3 separate regions of the Sus scrofa genome follow, and regions 2 and 3 are each linked to region 1. A link is a contact called in public HiChIP or PLAC-seq and promoter capture Hi-C data. All regions are on one chromosome and are shown on one strand. Each heading gives the region's core, a stretch centred on a gene start, on an enhancer-like site or on the middle of the called end of the contact. The rest is flanking DNA. Distances are from core to core; before and after follow the strand shown.

Region 1 (5,090 bases), core at 1,052-3,551:
GGATAGGAAAATAAGAAAACTAAGTGGTAAGATAGGGAAAGGAGACAGCATAAAAGGCTCCAGGCAGCAATCACCACCCTTTTTGCCAGCTCAGAAAATACCTGAGTTCTCTTGTGGCACAATGGGTTAAGGATTCAGCGTTGCTGCTGCTGTGGCTCAGGTTGGATGCCTGGCATGGGAACTTCCACATGCTGTGTCAGGGCCTAACAACAGCAATAGAAGAAAATACCCGAGTAGCTTCTCAACAGAAACCTAAGTTTCTTGCCCTGCATTTTCCTCACCTCCCTCTCCTTGTACTGAGGCAGCAGCTCTTGCACAGCATCAGCGAAGAGCCTGGCATAGCGCTTGGTGTTCTCACAAATGGAGTCCACCAACTCAGGATCATCCTCAGTGACGTCGTCTAGGTCTATGTACATTGCCACTTGCTCCCGATGAGCCAATCGAACCTGGGGGTGGGGGGAGACGGCAACAGAGCCAAGTTCACAGGCAAGAACCCATCACTGTGGCTCAACACACAAGTTACCAAGCCTCCAAAGGACAGAAAGAGCACTGTGAGACAGAAAAAATACTCACCTCTCAGTTAACTCCTAAAAATACCTTAATTATTGTGAATATAGTACTGTTAACAGGTATGATGCTAAACTTGTCACTTAAAGAGAAAAACAGCCTTGCTAAAACAAGTCAGGCCACTTCTTAGTAGCTCCTTAAGCCACCATCCCATTTCTTCTACCTAACCTTAGACTTACCAACTGGTTCCCATACTTGAACTGCTTCTTGCCAAGTTCGTCATCTTGGTAAAACTCCTGTAGAAACTTCTTCACTTTTTCTACAAGGAAAGTGTAAAATCGTGACGATCAATCTTTCTTCAGATACCTTACTCCAAACTCCTCTGATTCACTTTCACTTAAAATGAGATCTCTGAACTAATTAGATAAATGAAGATTTATTTAAACAAACCTACAAACTCCTTTTCCAAGTCCGTTTTTATCTGGGGGAGCAGAGGGACCCCTGGCAGTTGCGAATATTACCCAACACCCACCCCCCAAGGGAATTCCACTCTCAGCCTTAGTTAGAAATCTCGGAACCCTTTTCCAAGGGCCTCCCACACCTGGCAACACACCCAGATCTCAAGACTCTCAGCTTTTCTTCCGCGCGAACGCTTCCCCTTTTCTTTCTGTCTCCTAAATCGCCGCTCTCACCGGGACCTCCGCCACCAGGCCCGTCCTCCGCCCCACCCCCTCTCCCGCCACTGCTTCCGCTCTTAGTAAACAAAGAAGCACATGGGCCCAGATGATGCCGCCGCCTCACAGCCCGGGATTCCTCCGCTCAGGGCGGGAGACCGTCCAGCGATTGGCCAGCTCCTCGAGGGCCACTCCGTCCCACCCCACCACTTCTTCCCTCGGTCTTCCTCTAAACTCCCCCATCCCAGGCACGCCCCCATCCTCAGTAGTTCTCTCCGCGGCCACCGCGCGGAAGGACACTGTTTACACACGACACCCTCCAGCGGTGTCGCGCAACTTCCGCTCGCCTTCACTTCCGCTTGGAGGTTAGCCTGACGCGACCAATCCCGGCGCGCAGCGGCTCAGGCCTGCCCGCCCCCGGGGCTTCGGCGCGTCGCGGGAGGACGCGGCTACTCTTGAGTGCCTAAGACCGTGGAAGGAAGCGGGCCCGCGGGTGCCAGACCCTGAACCTTACGGCCCCTGGAAGCCTTGGTCTAAGGCGCGACCGTTCCTTCTGGAGCCTCCAGCCGGGGTGTCCGCCCCCCACCCCACGATACCCACTCCTTTCCCGGACCCGGTTACCAGCTCTTCCCCGACCCTGGCGCCTCGTACGCCTCCCAGTTACCGTAGGCCTCAGCCCCGACGCTTCCCGACCCTACCGTTGACCTTGCGCTCCGGGCCAGGCCCCTCAGGAACCCAACCCACCACCAACAGGTGTTGGTCAGGAACCTTTCCGCGCAGGACGCCCCTCCCACGCTTGCAGACCCTCACCTTTCTCGAGAGCGTAGTCCTTAAGTGCCATTGCTGCCCAGGGCTGCGCGGCAGCAGTTGGCGGGCTCAGACCTCTCACTGCCTGGGCAGCAAAAACCGTCTGCGCCGTGGTCCGCAGCCGACCAACCGAAATTGGCGCGAAACGTCGCCCCCCATGTGACCAGCGCCGCTGTGTGCGGGCCAATCAGAGAGGAGGTCCTCCGCCCCGCCCACTCGCCACAGGCCCCAGCGTCAACCAATCACCGGGAGAACCTGGGGTGACTGACGGGGAAATGGCGCGGGTACTGAGAGGGAAAGGCTGAGCGAGGCGGGGCAGGCGCCAGGTTTCCCGCGGTCGGAGGAGAAGCCCTCTTAAAGGGCCAGCCCATTCCCGTCCTTTTGTTCCGGGGCCGCAGGGCGGGGCAGGCCCAACTTTTCGCTGCCTCCTGGTCTACCCTCCAGAACGGCCATGATTTCCCAGTTCTTCATTCTGTCCTCCAAGGGGGACCCGCTCATCTACAAGGACTGTATCCTTGGCTTGCGGGGCGGGGTTGGGGCTGGGTGGGACTGGTGCCTCCGAGCTAGCCAGTGTCGCTGGCTCCTTAGCTGTTCTTCTATCCCGTCAGTCCGCGGAGACAGCGGCGGCCGGGATGTGGCAGAGCTCTTCTACCGGAAGCTGACGGGACTGCCCGGAGACGAGTCTCCTGTTGTCATGGTAACCACTGGCGGGGGTGGGGGGTGGTGGTGGAAGGGATGCGCTCAGCGCTCCGAGGCGGCGGGGGCTGGGGTGGGGAGGGCAGTGCGGGGATCTTCCCAGGGCTCTTTCCCTGAGAGCTTCTACTTGGGAAGTGCAGTAGTCCAAATGTTAATGGCAGTTTATTGAGCAGCAACCGTGTTCCAGGCACAGTTCCTTACACATCTCTGTCCTCAGCTACTCAGTTAGTTGGTACTGTTATTAATACCATTTACACAATAGGAAGCTGGGCTCTAGGGAGGTTTCATATGTGGCCCCAAATCACGTTGCTAGTAAGTAGGGGAATCCGGATACTAGCCTGTCTCACAGGCCAGGAATCATTACAACTCTCGTTTCCTAATGCTTTTCCCCCTGCCTCTACCTCAGCACCACGATGACCGTCATTTTATTCACATCAGACACAACGGCCTCTATTTGGTGGCCACGACTTCAGAGAACATTTCTCCCTTCAGCCTCCTAGAGCTGCTCTCCCGGTGAGGAGGACAGGGCTGGGCACATGGGCGTGGGGGTGGGAGAGGAGGCCGATATGCACACTCCATTGTGTTTCTGCAGGCTAGCCACTCTCCTGGGAGATTACTGTGGCTCCCTGGGCGAGGGGACCATCTCCCGCAACGTGGCTCTGGTCTACGAACTCCTGGATGAAGTGCTGGTGAGGTCTGAGAACGTCCTTCCCTGTCCCCTATTCTCTGAAGATACATCCCGTGGTTGGGAGACCAAGTCCACTCATTTTCACCCCTTCGCCCCACTGACCACCCAAAAAATGTCCTTCCTCTGCCCGCAGGACTATGGCTACGTACAGACCACATCCATGGAGATGCTGAGGAACTTCATCCAGACGGAGGCCGTGGTCAGCAAGCCCTTCAGCCTCTTTGACCTCAGCAGTGTTGGCTTGGTCAGTCAAGGGACAGAGGAGGCCAGCATGGATGAGGGTTGGTGGGGAGTGTCGGACCTGAGGATTGATTGCTTTGGGTGCTTTCCAGTTTGGGGCCGAGACACAACAGAGCAAAGTGGCCCCCAGCAGTGCAGCCAGCCGCCCTGTCCTGTCCAGCCGCTCTGACCAGGTAAGGGTGGGGTTGACGGGTGCAGATCAGAGTCCCGGAGCCCAGCTTGTCTTTCCATCTCCTCTAGACATAGGTGATCTCGTCCCTTCCCTTTCCTGTGTCCCCATCCCAGAGCTCCAGCCTCTAGTGACCTGTCCTTTTTTGCCTGTCTGTGTTAGAATAATAGCCAGTCAATCGCCACCCACCAAATCCCCCTCTCTTCCTCAGAGCCAAAAGAACGAAGTGTTCTTGGACGTGGTCGAGAGACTGTCCGTACTGATAGCCTCTAACGTAAGTGTGGGCCCCCAGCCTTGCTGCTGAGGACAGGTGACGTTTGGGAGACATGTCGGGGAGGTCCCTTCTGCACATGAACCTTCCTGGCGCTTTCAGGGCTCGCTGCTGAAGGTGGACGTGCAGGGAGAGATCCGACTCAAGAGCTTTCTGCCCAGCGGCTCCGGTGAGCAGCCTGCAGGCTAGACCAGGGTGGCGTTTGGGATTGGCTCCTTGGTGATGTGCGTGGTGTTCTTTGGCGGCTTTTTCTGATGTTCTTTTCTCTGACAGAGATGCGCATTGGCTTGACGGAAGAGTTTTGTGTGGGGAAGTCAGAACTGAGAGGTGAGGGTCTTTCCAAGGCAGTGGTCACTGCCACAGGTTTCATGGAGGCAAGTTAAGAGTCAGATCCCCTCCCTGCCCTTTTCCCTCAAAATATGGGTTAGGAGAGGAGTCTTTCTCTTTTTCCAGGTTATGGGCCAGGAATTCGGGTGGATGAGGTCTCATTTCACAGCTCAGTGCATCTGGATGAGTTTGAATCTCATCGAATCCTCCGCCTGCAGCCCCCTCAGGGTGAGGTCAGGATCGGGCCAGCCTAGCATGTTCCATCTCCCGAGGGGAAGGGAGGCAGTTCGAGTGGGAGGAGACCAAACTCGTCTCCGTTGCTCTCTGCTCTCAGCTGACGGTGATGCGCTACCAGCTCTCAGATGACCTCCCCTCCCCGCTCCCATTCCGGCTCTTTCCCTCTGTGCAGTGGGACCGAGGCTCTGGCAGGTGAGACCATTTCTCTTCTTTAGAACTTCCCTGGGGGCCCCAGTTAATATAATTGCACACATGTGTTTTATACACACATCTCAAGACTGATTACATAGGAGGGTGGTAGTCACAGGCTCCAAGTTGCAGAAGGCATACCCCCCCACAAGTGGCATGTCGTAGCTCACAGAGTTGGGTGGATTTCAGCCCTTCTCTCCTTCTTGGGGCACAGCTGACACAGCCACACCTGGCGGCCCTGCATGGGGGATGGTGCGATGCCAGCAGGCTAGGGCCTGAGTAACA
Region 2 (5,090 bases), core at 1,723-4,222, 720 kb after region 1:
TGACTACCTGATAGAGGAAGTGAGTGCTGAGGAGGAGGAGCTGCTGGGGAGCAGCGGGGGGGCCCCTCCTGAGGAGCCTCCTAAGGAAGGGAACCCGGCAGAGATCAACGTGGAGCGGGATGAGAAGCTAATCAAGGTGCCGGTGGGAGCAGAGTGGGGAGCGTGGGAGGGCCTGGCTCCAGGTGGTAAAGAGGCCGCAGCATAGTGAACTCAAAGCTTCTCACTTCTCTTAGGTTTTGGACAAACTCCTCCTCTATTTGCGCATTGTGCATTCCCTGGATTATTACAACACATGCGAGTACCCCAACGAGGACGAGATGCCCAACCGCTGTGGCATCATCCACGTTCGGGGGCCCATGCCGCCCAACCGCATCAGTCATGGAGAAGGTGAGCGCTCGGCTTCCCTGCTCCTGGTTCCCTTTCTCCCAGATGCCTCTGGCCTGGGTTCTGCTCTGGTAGCAGTGCTCTGCCACCTCCTGTAATCTCCTCCGTCTGGCTTATTCCTTGCCTTTGGCTCCCTTCTCCAACCGGCTGTCCTCTGTTCCCCAACTACAGTGCTAGAGTGGCAGAAGACGTTTGAGGAGAAGCTGACTCCGCTGCTGAGTGTGCGGGAATCTCTTTCAGAGGAAGAGGCCCAGAAGATGGGTCGCAAAGATCCTGAGCAGGAAGTAGAAAAGTTTGTGACCTCCAACACTCAGGAACTGGGCAAGGATAAGTGGCTATGCCCTCTCAGTGGCAAGAAATTCAAGGTCTGGGATGTCAGAGAGCTGTGTGTTAGAACTGTGGGAGGAGAGGGTTGAGCCAGGAAGCCTCCTCAAAGCCTGGGGGGAGCAACTCTCCCTACCCCCCTCTCCGGGGCTGGAGGGAGGGGAGAGGGTGGGTCTGGGGAGGTAGGGAACCTGCACTGGCACCTCTGTCCTGACCCCTCCTCTCCCCTAGGGCCCTGAGTTTGTGCGCAAACATATCTTCAACAAGCATGCAGAGAAAATTGAGGAAGTGAAGAAGGAGGTGGCGTTTTTTAACAACTTTCTTACGGATGCCAAGCGCCCAGCTCTGCCCGAGATCAAGCCAGCTCAGCCACCTGGCCCTGCCCAGAGTAAGATACGATCCGTGAGGGTCAGCCACATCCCCTGTTCCTTGACTATTGAGACTCCCGGTTCTCTTTAACGTGTCATACCTGAAAAGTCTCCTCCCATTCTCGAGCCAAATCACTAAAAAGCAGTTGTCCCCCCCCCCCCCGCAGTAATTCATGTTCCTGTCCGTGTTGTACTCCCCCCAGGCCTGACTCCGGGACTCCCCTACCCGCACCAGACTCCCCAGGGCCTGATGCCCTATGGTCAGCCTCGGCCCCCCATCTTGGGCTATGGAGGTAAGTGTAAGAGGGAGTCAAAAGGACTTGATGATGGTGAGGGGCCGAGAGAAAGAAAACTTAGCTAGGATGTAGTTGAGGTCACGGTTTTTCAGCTCAACATTGATGTTTTTCATAGCTGGTGCCGTTCGCCCTGCAGTCCCCACAGGAGGGCCTCCGTACCCCCATGCTCCCTATGGTGCTGGCCGAGGGAACTATGATGCCTTCCGAGGCCAGGGAGGTTATCCTGGGAAACCTCGAAACAGGTGAGAATGGGCTGCCTAAATATTCTTGCTCCCTTTTGGGGTCAGCTCTCATCATCCTATCTTACCTCTTTCTTATCTCAAAGGATGGTCCGTGGAGACCCACGGGCCATTGTGGAATACCGTGACCTGGATGCTCCAGACGACGTGGATTTCTTTTGAGCCATCTTTTCCTCACTCCTGGTATCATCTACAAATATGACTGCTTTGTCCCATCCAACTCTGAGAAGTTTTTGTACGTTCAGCCTTACTGCCGATAAAAGCACTTCCACGGTCACACTCTTTACTTAGTGTATAATATACACCTCCCCACATTCTCCCAAAGATTGACTGGGGCCATGGGTAGCTGGGCCTTGCCACTTTATTGACACCAAAGGTCCCAGGTTTTGCTGGGACTTCCTGGGGGCCTGATGTCAGGCAGCCTCTGCCTTTGAGTTGGGGGTAGGTGAGTGTATATGGAACTAGAGATGTTTTGGTTCTGGGATCTTAGCCTCAGTCCAAGGCATTTCGCTGCTTTTCCGAGTTACAGCTGGTCAAGCACAGGTTGTAGAAGGAGTTGGGGTCAAAGGCTGTGCTTACCTCTTGCCAGCCCACCCACCCAGCAGCCTGTAATTCACTGGGGTTTTTCGGAGCACCCCAGCAGTGAGGGTCCAATACCAGGACATAGGCTTCTGTGCCTGGCCCCAGGCACACTCCCAACAAGGCCTTGGCCTGGGCATCTGCATCCCCGCCAACCATTACAGGCCCCCCGCCTCCTGCAAAGTGAGAGTAGAGCCTCTCCAGCTCCCCCTGAAGCCCTGCTCCACGGGGCACGTGGCATAGGCGCCCCTGAGGCCCCCCGAAATGATCCAGGCAGAGGCTGGCCTCTACACACCCGATCCAGCTCCGAGAGCCCCGGAAGCCGGGTGGCTTGTCTCCCATGTCCTCCAGGGCCGCCTGCACGGCAGCCAGCCCGGGTACCCCCGTCGGCCGGCCCTCTGGCCACGAGCACAAAGTCTGCAGAGTGCGGTAACCGCAGCCCCAGCCCCGGTCATCCAGGCCGTCGCAGCCGTAGTGGTAATAGAGGTAATGGCCCGAGAGGAGAGCCAGGCGAGCGGGGCCGCGGGCGGGCGGGTCCAGGCCCAAGTGGACATCCTTCAGCGGCTCCAGGGCGGTGGGTGGGCGCGGTGGTCGCTGGGCCGGGCAGGTGCGGTCTCCGTGCGGCGCGAAGCGAACTCCGGGCTCCAGCGCGTCCTCTCGGCCCCGAGGCTCGAGCCAGCTGCGGGCAGACTCGGCGTGCGGGCCCCACGTAGCAGCGGAGAGAGAGGCCGCCCCTTAACGTCGAGGCCGAGCCGCGGGGCTCCCACAATGCACCGCCGCGTCGCCGGCGTCACCGCGCAGGCGCGAGCTCCGCCTCGCGGGGCGGGCGCCGGCCCCCCCTCCCACGCCAGCGATCAATCCGTCCCACCGGCTTTCGCACCCACGCTTCCATTCACCCGGTGGTTGAGGCTTTCTTCCCAGATCCCAGCCCCAGTCGCGCACACTTCTGTGGCTGATAACAGTTTATTGGCAGCCCAGAGGGGCGAAGGCACCGTGGGGGAGGGGGCTCGGCCCGAGACATGCAGAGGGCGGGGAGCCCCAGGGGAAAGGTGGGTGGGCAGGGTCTAGGAATCCTCTCTGTTATATCCCAGCCCTTAAATAAATAGTATATACAGCTGGGGGGGCTGGGCGAGGCGGGCAGGGCAGAGGGACGTGGGGTCCCGCCTGGATCACAGGTCTGAGCAGCGATCCTGCTTGCTGTAATGGTCAAACTGGTTCTTCCAGTGCACCATGTAGGAGCTCCAGCGGTGGAACTCGGCCTTCCACTGGCGCTCCGCCTCGTCCAGCGTGTCTGCGGCCAGGGCGCCCGGCAAGTGGGTGCGGGGAGGACAATGGAAAGGAAGGGAATGGACGTGCGGGGGTGGGTGGGGGGCAGTTCGGGGAGGACACACGGAGAATGTAGGAGGCCATGTGGGATGGTGGAAAGAGGATCAGGAGAATATGCGAAAGAGGGAAGACGGAAGACCAGAAAGAGGACAAGGATAGAGGCGGGGCCGGAGAAGGATGGCGGGAAGGAGGAGGGAGGGGGAGAAAATGACCGGAAGACGGGCACAGAAGGGGTCAGAGGAGGAGGATCCGTGGGTTGGTGGGGAAAAGAGAAGAGACAGAAATGGTTGGCGGTTATAGCCCCACTGTGTGGTGCTATCTAGCCCCAGGGCCTCACTCTCTCCCCAACACCAAGCTCAGGCTCCAAAGAATAATTTTATATAAAAAAGAAAATTGGCTTTTTCATTTCCACTTAGACAACGAAGGCGTGTGGGTCCCTGAGATGGGTCACCGGTCCTCTCCAGCCCCCCAGCCCTGTCCAGTTTGAGTTTCTCGGTTTGAGGAGGGAGGGGGCGCTGGGTCGGAGATCCCTGAGTGGGGCCCTTCCCCACGGTCCGACCACTCTTTAGAGGAGGGGCCCCCTGAGGCCGGAGGGGGAAGAGGCCATGGTCACAGCCGCAGGAACCGGGAGAGGAAGAGGAGGAGGAGGGATAGGGGGAGGCCGGGCCTGGGCCTCGGGGCAGCCTCCCCGTGGGCGGGGCCTGAGCAGGTGCAGGGGGCCTCCGAGGCTGGGGGGAGAAGAGAGGGGTTATACCCTGCCGGCTCCCGCACCCCTCTCTCTCTCCGCGCCCCTTTCCCGTTCCTCCGCCCAGCCCTGCCTGCGGGCTTCTGCGTACCTGTGGCGCTGAGCAATTTGGGTAGGAAGCGGTTCCAGAAGGCGCAGGCCTGGGCACGCAGCCCGCGTCGCACCTCCAGCGGCCGCAGGTTCAGGCTCACGTACTGCTGCGCTCCCGCCGTGTACGGGGGCCACTGCGGGGCTTTGGAATCCCAGGGGTCATTGGGGTCCCTGCGGAAGGAAAGAGAAGGTTCGGCCTCAGGCAAGCCAGCCCCTCCCTGGGGCCTGCGGAATGGAGATGGAGAGTAGGGGGAGGCAGGCTGCTTCCTGACCCCGTGCCCTCTTAGGCTCCAGGGAGAGCCTCATCCCCTCCCTCCCACCGCCTCCTTAATCCTTTCTCTTTTCCAACAGTCCCTGTTGCCTGGAGTCTTCCCCTTCCTCCTGCCTTCCCTCTTTCTGCTGTTCCTCTTCTTTTCCCTCAGTTTTACTGCTCCATCTTTGTTTCTCCCATTAAAAAAAAAAAAAAAAAAAAAAATTGCTGATTTATTGAGCCCTTTACTATATAAACAGGCCTGGTCCTCTCTCTACAAACGTCATATTTACTTCTGCCAACACCCGTATGATGCTGAATTTATGGTCCCCTTCTTCAGACAGGTAAGCTGTCTGCGTGCGCGCACACATGTCACAGCTAATAAAATCACCACCAGTCCAACTGATCCAGTTCTACACTTCAGCTCCTAACTGCGACGGTAACTCCTTTGTCCTTGTCTGTCTCTTCTCTTCACCTCCCTCGGTTCTG
Region 3 (5,090 bases), core at 946-3,445, 520 kb after region 1:
AGCTCTTGCTGCCAACCTACACCACAGCCAGAGCAATGCCTGAACTGAGCCGCATCTGCGACCTACACCACAGCTCACAGCAAGAAGGGATCGAACCCGCAACCTCATGGTTCCTAGTCGGATTCGTTTCCGCTGCGCCACGACAGGAACTCCTAAATAAAGTTTTTCGTGGCACAGCGGAAACGAATCCGGTGGCTACAGCTCCAATTAGACCCCTAGCCTGGGAACCTCCCTATGCCATGGGTGCAGCCCTAAAAAAAAAGACAAAGACAAAAACAAAAAACAAAAACTCGGAGTTCTCCTCGTGGCACAGGGGAAAATTAATCCGACTAGGAACCATGAGGTTGCGGGTTCGATCCCTGGCCTTGCTCAGTGGGTTAACCATCTGGCGTTCCGTGAGCTGTGGTGTAGGTCGCAGTCCCGGCTTGGATCTGGCGTTGCTGTGGCTCTGGCGTAGGCCGGCAGCAACAGCTCCGATTAGACCCCTAACCAGGGAAACCCCATATGCCGCGGGTGCGGCCCTAAAAAGGACAAAAGAGACAAAATAAAATAAATAAAATAACAAGAAAACTCTCCCATAGTTTCCCATCAGTCTGTCTTACCGTGGGCCCTAAGGCTCTAGGTGATCAGCATCCCTCCTTCCACCTCATCTCAACGCTGAGTACTGTCTCCCTTAAAACCTCTGTTCCAGCCATACTGGTTCCTTGACCATTTCTATCTAGTACACATTTACTTCCGGCGTTTGCCTTTGCAGTTCCATCTGGAATTCTCTTCCACAGACATGTGTCGTGCTTCCAAACTTCAATCAGACCTCTGCTCAAGCTCATCCTAGTCACTCATTCATTGTTCACTCCACATGTTTTAGGTGCTGAAAATAAAACAAAACAAAGTCCCTACTGTTGTAGAGAGCAAGGTACATTCTACAGGAGCAGCGATAAACTAAAACATGCTATCAAGTAGCTCTATGAGTGCTGTGAAGAAAACAAAAGCGTGACAAAAGGACAGGCAAAGGGAGATTCTACATTTGATAGGGCGCTCAGAGAAGGGTTTCAGATAAGATAACTTTGTTTTGCTCCACTGCTGCTAACCAAAGGTGTGGCCTGGGGCAAGATTCTTCACCTTGTTGAAGCTGTTTCCTCCTCTGCGAAGGGAGTTGAAGATTCGGTGGGATGACGTAAGTAGCAAGGCTGACTCTTAATTCAGCAAGTAGCAAATATAAGTGATTTCCGAGTGAGTTCCGTGCAGGAAGGAATCAGAAGAACCTTGGGCTGAGATCCCAGTCCAACTGGGAGCTACTTCCAACTAGTTCTGTAGCAAACGGTTTTTGTTGCTGCGAAGGCTTCTAGGAGGACCTGGGATAGTAGAGAAAGAGGGCTCTCTCGTGGGAGGTAAATTCTAGTGATTCGGACGGGCTCAGAGTGGGGAGAAGGAACAAAGACCCATTCCCAGCCCCGCCCGGGTCCCCACCCCCGCTTATGCCAGGGTTAGCATTCTAGAGACGCTCGTAAAGTTTTACGTCACTAGGATGAAGCCAATCACCTCTTTACGTGCACCGATGGGCGCACTTACGGCTGAAACCAGGCGGCGCTGGCCAATGACAGAGCCCGTACGGCGGAAGAGTGAAACGGTCTCTCCGGAAGATGGCAGCCCTAGTACAGCCAAAAGCTGATTGGCAGGTGCTGTGACCAGAAGGCGAGCTTCATAGCAAGAGCGGCCATTCGGAGGCGGAAGTCCGAATAAGCGTCGGCTTGAGCTCAGGGAGGGGTCGGAGGCACAAATACAGGTCTCGGGAAAACAGAAGACGGAAAGGACAGCCCCGGAAGAGGCGGCTGCGGCAAGTAGAGTCTTGGGGGGGCAGACTGGGCAAGTGCCCAGGGACGCCCGGAAGGGGCGGGGCATGCTGCAGAGTGGGGCGGGGCTTATGGAGATCAGGAACCCGGACTGAAGACAAGGGCCCCGGCAGGGAGCTGGGAGGGGCAGGGTTTACGAGGTGGGCGTGACCCTCGAGGTAGAGCTTGGGGGCGGGGCCTAAGGGGACCCAAGGCAGAGCTGGAGAGGGGAAGGGTTTGGGGGGGCTGGGCCTGTCTTCTGGGGCCTCATCTAGCGGGATTCCGAGGCGGCGGCAGCATCAGTCCAGGCCCTGCCCTACGGTCTCATCCCGTTCCGTTTCACCCCTCTCGCCCCTCAGCTCTATCCTCCAGGCCCGTCCCCTGAACTCTGCCCTCGGATGTTCCACCGCCCAGAGCTTGCATGCGCCGTGGGGCGCCCCAGGACCAGGAGCTGGTGGGTTCGGGGGCTCCTGGGCGGGGGTCCCGGGGCGCCCCTGCTCCCTCGGGACCTGTTGTCCCGGTCCTCGTCTTTCCCCCGGATCTAGTATTCAGGGCGGACCAGCGGAGCGGCCCCCGGCAGTTGCTGACCCTCTATAACCCCACGGGAGCAGTGCTTCGCTTCCGAGGTGAAGGGGATGGGCGTCTCGCGCTAGGATCTGGGGACTGGCAGAAGAAAATTGGGGAGCTGTATGGATTGAGCAGTCAGATGAGTACGGTCGTATGTCCAGCCTAGGCAGAATGGATGATCGGAGGTGGGGGGGCGGGGTAGGAGGCAAAGGCGCTCCATGGGCGGGGCTTGTACAGGGTCCCTGAAGCAATAATCATTCTCTGTGCTTTCTTCCTCCAGTTCTGTGCACAGCACCTGCCAAATACACAGTGTTTGACGCGGAAGGATATGTGAAGCCTCAATCCTGCATTGACATGTGAGTTGGGAGGGGAGGGGTCGAGAGGCTGATGAAAGCCAGGGGTTGCTGCCAGAATAGTTCTCTGATTTACTGTGCTTTGGCCTTAGGTCCCAGACCTTGTCCTCTTCAATCTGTTTTACCCACCCCTCTGTCTGCGTCCCTAAGGGAAAGTTTCCTGGGAGGGTGGGGCCTGGATCCACTTGGATCACGGCCCCTCAATGGGCCTCTCTCCTTTCTTGAGACCAGTGTGATTCGCCACGTGGCCCCCAATCCCAGCCACTATGACGTCCAGGACCGCTTCCGCATTGAGCTGTCTGAGGAAGGAACAGAGGGCCGAGTGGTGGGGCGCAAGGACATCACCTCAGTTCTGAGGGCCCCAACGTACCCCCCTGAGCTTCAGGGACAGCCTGACCCAACGCCCCACCCAGGGCCCCCTTCCTGGACCGCTCCACCCTCGGCCCAACACTTCCCAGAGAGTGAGTTTGGGGATGGGAATTCTGAGAGTTCTGTAGGGAGGGAGGACCTAGCATGATCTTAGAGATGAGCTCAGTTGGAGGTGAAGAGGCCTCCGGTTCAGTCTTTTGCTTTTTGGTGGAAACCTACCTAGGAGTTGAGATTTTACATCAGGTTGGTTTCTGGCTTCCACTGAGGGGGAAAAAATGTTTCCCTTAGCTCTGACTTCAGTACTTCCCATCATGTATCAGCCAAGTTCAGTTCAATAAGAAGCGTAGGTTGAGCAACTCCTGCCGTCCCAAGTTGTGTATGTGTGGGAGACAGGGGTCTCTGCCCGATAGACCAGTAAGCAGGGCCAGTATTCAAGACAGAGTGAAGAGAGAGGAAGAATGATGAGGGACCAAAGGGGAGAGGGTGTCTTGTGGCTGTGGGGACAGAGGCTCCAGGGAGGAGAGGACACTTCCAGTGTCCAACGAAAAGTAGGTACACCTTCCATCTTCAGCCTCCTCCCTGTAGGACCTTGGGCTGGGCAGGAGTGCGGGCTGGAGCGTCTGACAGGCCTTGTTTCCCAGACCCCCACCCGCAACTGGCCACCAGCTCCTTCCTCCTCTTCTTGCTGATGGGCATCGTCTCGGTGGCCTTCCTGCTGCTCCCGCTCCAGGATGAACTTGGCAGCCAGCTGCCCCCAATCTTGCACGTCTCCCTGGGACAGAAGTTGGTGGCAGCCTACGTCTTGGGTGAGCACAGTGGTGGTGGTAGAGGATGTGGGCCCAGAGAGGGGGAGCCGGGACTGGAAAGGGGGCCTCCAGGGCCCCCGGCTGCATATACGACCTTGCTCTTTTGTTCTCCCCTCTCCAGGCCTCCTGACCATGGTGTTCCTCCGGATCTGAGCTCCCTGCTCCACCTCCACCACCCCCCTCCCCGGGCAGGGACGTGGACGTGGACATGAGACAGCCACTGTGATGCTCATAACCCTGCCGCCACGCCTGCTTCCTTCTTCCTCCCTCCTGCCCATCCCCCCACCCCTACACAGACAAAACCCAGGGATTTGTATTCATTTCCAAGTTGAATAAAATAAATTTGTAAAGTTGAGCTAAGACGTTTAGGGAACAGTCCCCTTTCTTTCCACTTTTTTTCCTCCAGTTCTTCCTACCCACTGGGGACCTGGCACCTGGGGCCGTGAAGAGGCCCAGTGAAGAACTGGGTGCTAGGCCTTGTGCTGCCCCAGAAGAACAGTGTACCTTGAGCAAGTCATTTCATTTCTCTTGAGCTTCAGTTTCTGCTTCTAAAATGAGGGAATTGGGGAGTTCCCACTGTGGCACAATGGGATTGGGACAAAGTTTCCATCCCTGGCCCACCACAGTGGGTTAAGGATCCGGCGTTTAGGTCACAGCTGTGGCTTGCATCAGATCCCCGGCCCAGGAACTCTTTATGCCAAAGGGTGGCATACATGCATAAATTGATTGATTAATTAATTAAGGGAACTGGGAAAGTTGATTCTTAATATTTGCCCTTAGCCCTATCCTAGGGATTAGGTCCTATCCCTAAGGAACCCACCTAAGCTAAAAAGAAACAAACAAAAATAGCATCTAATCATACCTGCTGCAGAACTCAGGTCTCACCATCTTGAGCCATCAGAGCCTCTTGCCAGGGTTGCTGGAGGCTTCCCATCCCCAGAATCCTAGTCTGCCTTTTCGCCCCTTTATCTGCTATTATGTTGCCTCCTCCTTTGACTTCGACCCCTGTGGGTCAGAAGCACTAAGGTCCTTGCCAAGATGGGGGAGAAAGAGCCCTGCCCGACATGACCTCAGCCTAACCAGGCAGGAGACATTTAGGCAAAGGAAAAGAACAGGATTCTTGAAAGGCAGGCTTCCGGCCCTCCTTCAGATGCAAGGCTAGGCGG

Evidence for each region. Promoter capture Hi-C pulls out the DNA fragments that hold promoters and counts their contacts. HiChIP or PLAC-seq counts read pairs in DNA pulled down with a chosen protein or histone mark.
Region 2: a contact with region 1 is called in a promoter capture Hi-C map of fetal liver, with 4 times the contacts expected there. The contact joins the promoter of UFSP1 here to the promoter of AP4M1 in region 1. A contact is called at or near these places in 2 of 5 promoter capture datasets (fetal liver and liver) and 1 of 47 Hi-C or Micro-C datasets (epiblast stem cells).
Region 3: a contact with region 1 is called in an H3K27ac HiChIP or PLAC-seq map of alveolar macrophages. The contact joins the promoter of MOSPD3 here to the promoter of AP4M1 in region 1. A contact is called at or near these places in 2 of 2 datasets of contacts at active chromatin or transcription factors (alveolar macrophages and skeletal muscle).

Annotation. Positions count from the first base shown.
Region 1 is chr3:8,011,400-8,016,489 of Sscrofa11.1, forward strand. AP4M1 (AP-4 complex subunit mu-1) reads left to right here and starts at 2,302. Exons shown (of 15, transcript XM_021086202.1): 1 at 2,302-2,497; 2 at 2,597-2,685; 3 at 3,091-3,197; 4 at 3,277-3,373; 5 at 3,506-3,616; 6 at 3,705-3,785; 7 at 3,993-4,055; 8 at 4,155-4,221; 9 at 4,326-4,379; 10 at 4,506-4,612; 11 at 4,714-4,808. The coding sequence starts at 2,440. MCM7 (DNA replication licensing factor MCM7) reads right to left here and starts at 2,648. Exons shown (of 15, transcript XM_021086193.1): 1 at 1,992-2,648; 2 at 747-826; 3 at 282-446. The coding sequence starts at 2,022.
Region 2 is chr3:8,729,317-8,734,406 of Sscrofa11.1, forward strand. It overlaps UFSP1 (inactive Ufm1-specific protease 1), which reads right to left and starts at 2,973. Exons shown (of 1, transcript XM_003354480.4): 1 at 1,955-2,973. The coding sequence starts at 2,532. The coding sequence ends at 2,104. It overlaps SRRT (serrate RNA effector molecule homolog), which reads left to right. Exons shown (of 21, transcript XM_003354479.3): 15 at 1-136; 16 at 234-387; 17 at 556-749; 18 at 940-1,096; 19 at 1,280-1,369; 20 at 1,488-1,614; 21 at 1,698-1,888. The coding sequence ends at 1,773. ACHE (acetylcholinesterase) reads right to left here. Exons shown (of 5, transcript XM_003354481.4): 4 at 4,353-4,522; 5 at 3,135-3,481. The coding sequence ends at 3,360.
Region 3 is chr3:8,529,550-8,534,639 of Sscrofa11.1, forward strand. It overlaps MOSPD3 (motile sperm domain containing 3), which reads left to right and starts at 2,196. Exons shown (of 5, transcript NM_001195356.1): 1 at 2,196-2,455; 2 at 2,677-2,752; 3 at 2,981-3,210; 4 at 3,760-3,924; 5 at 4,046-4,279. The coding sequence starts at 2,251. The coding sequence ends at 4,077.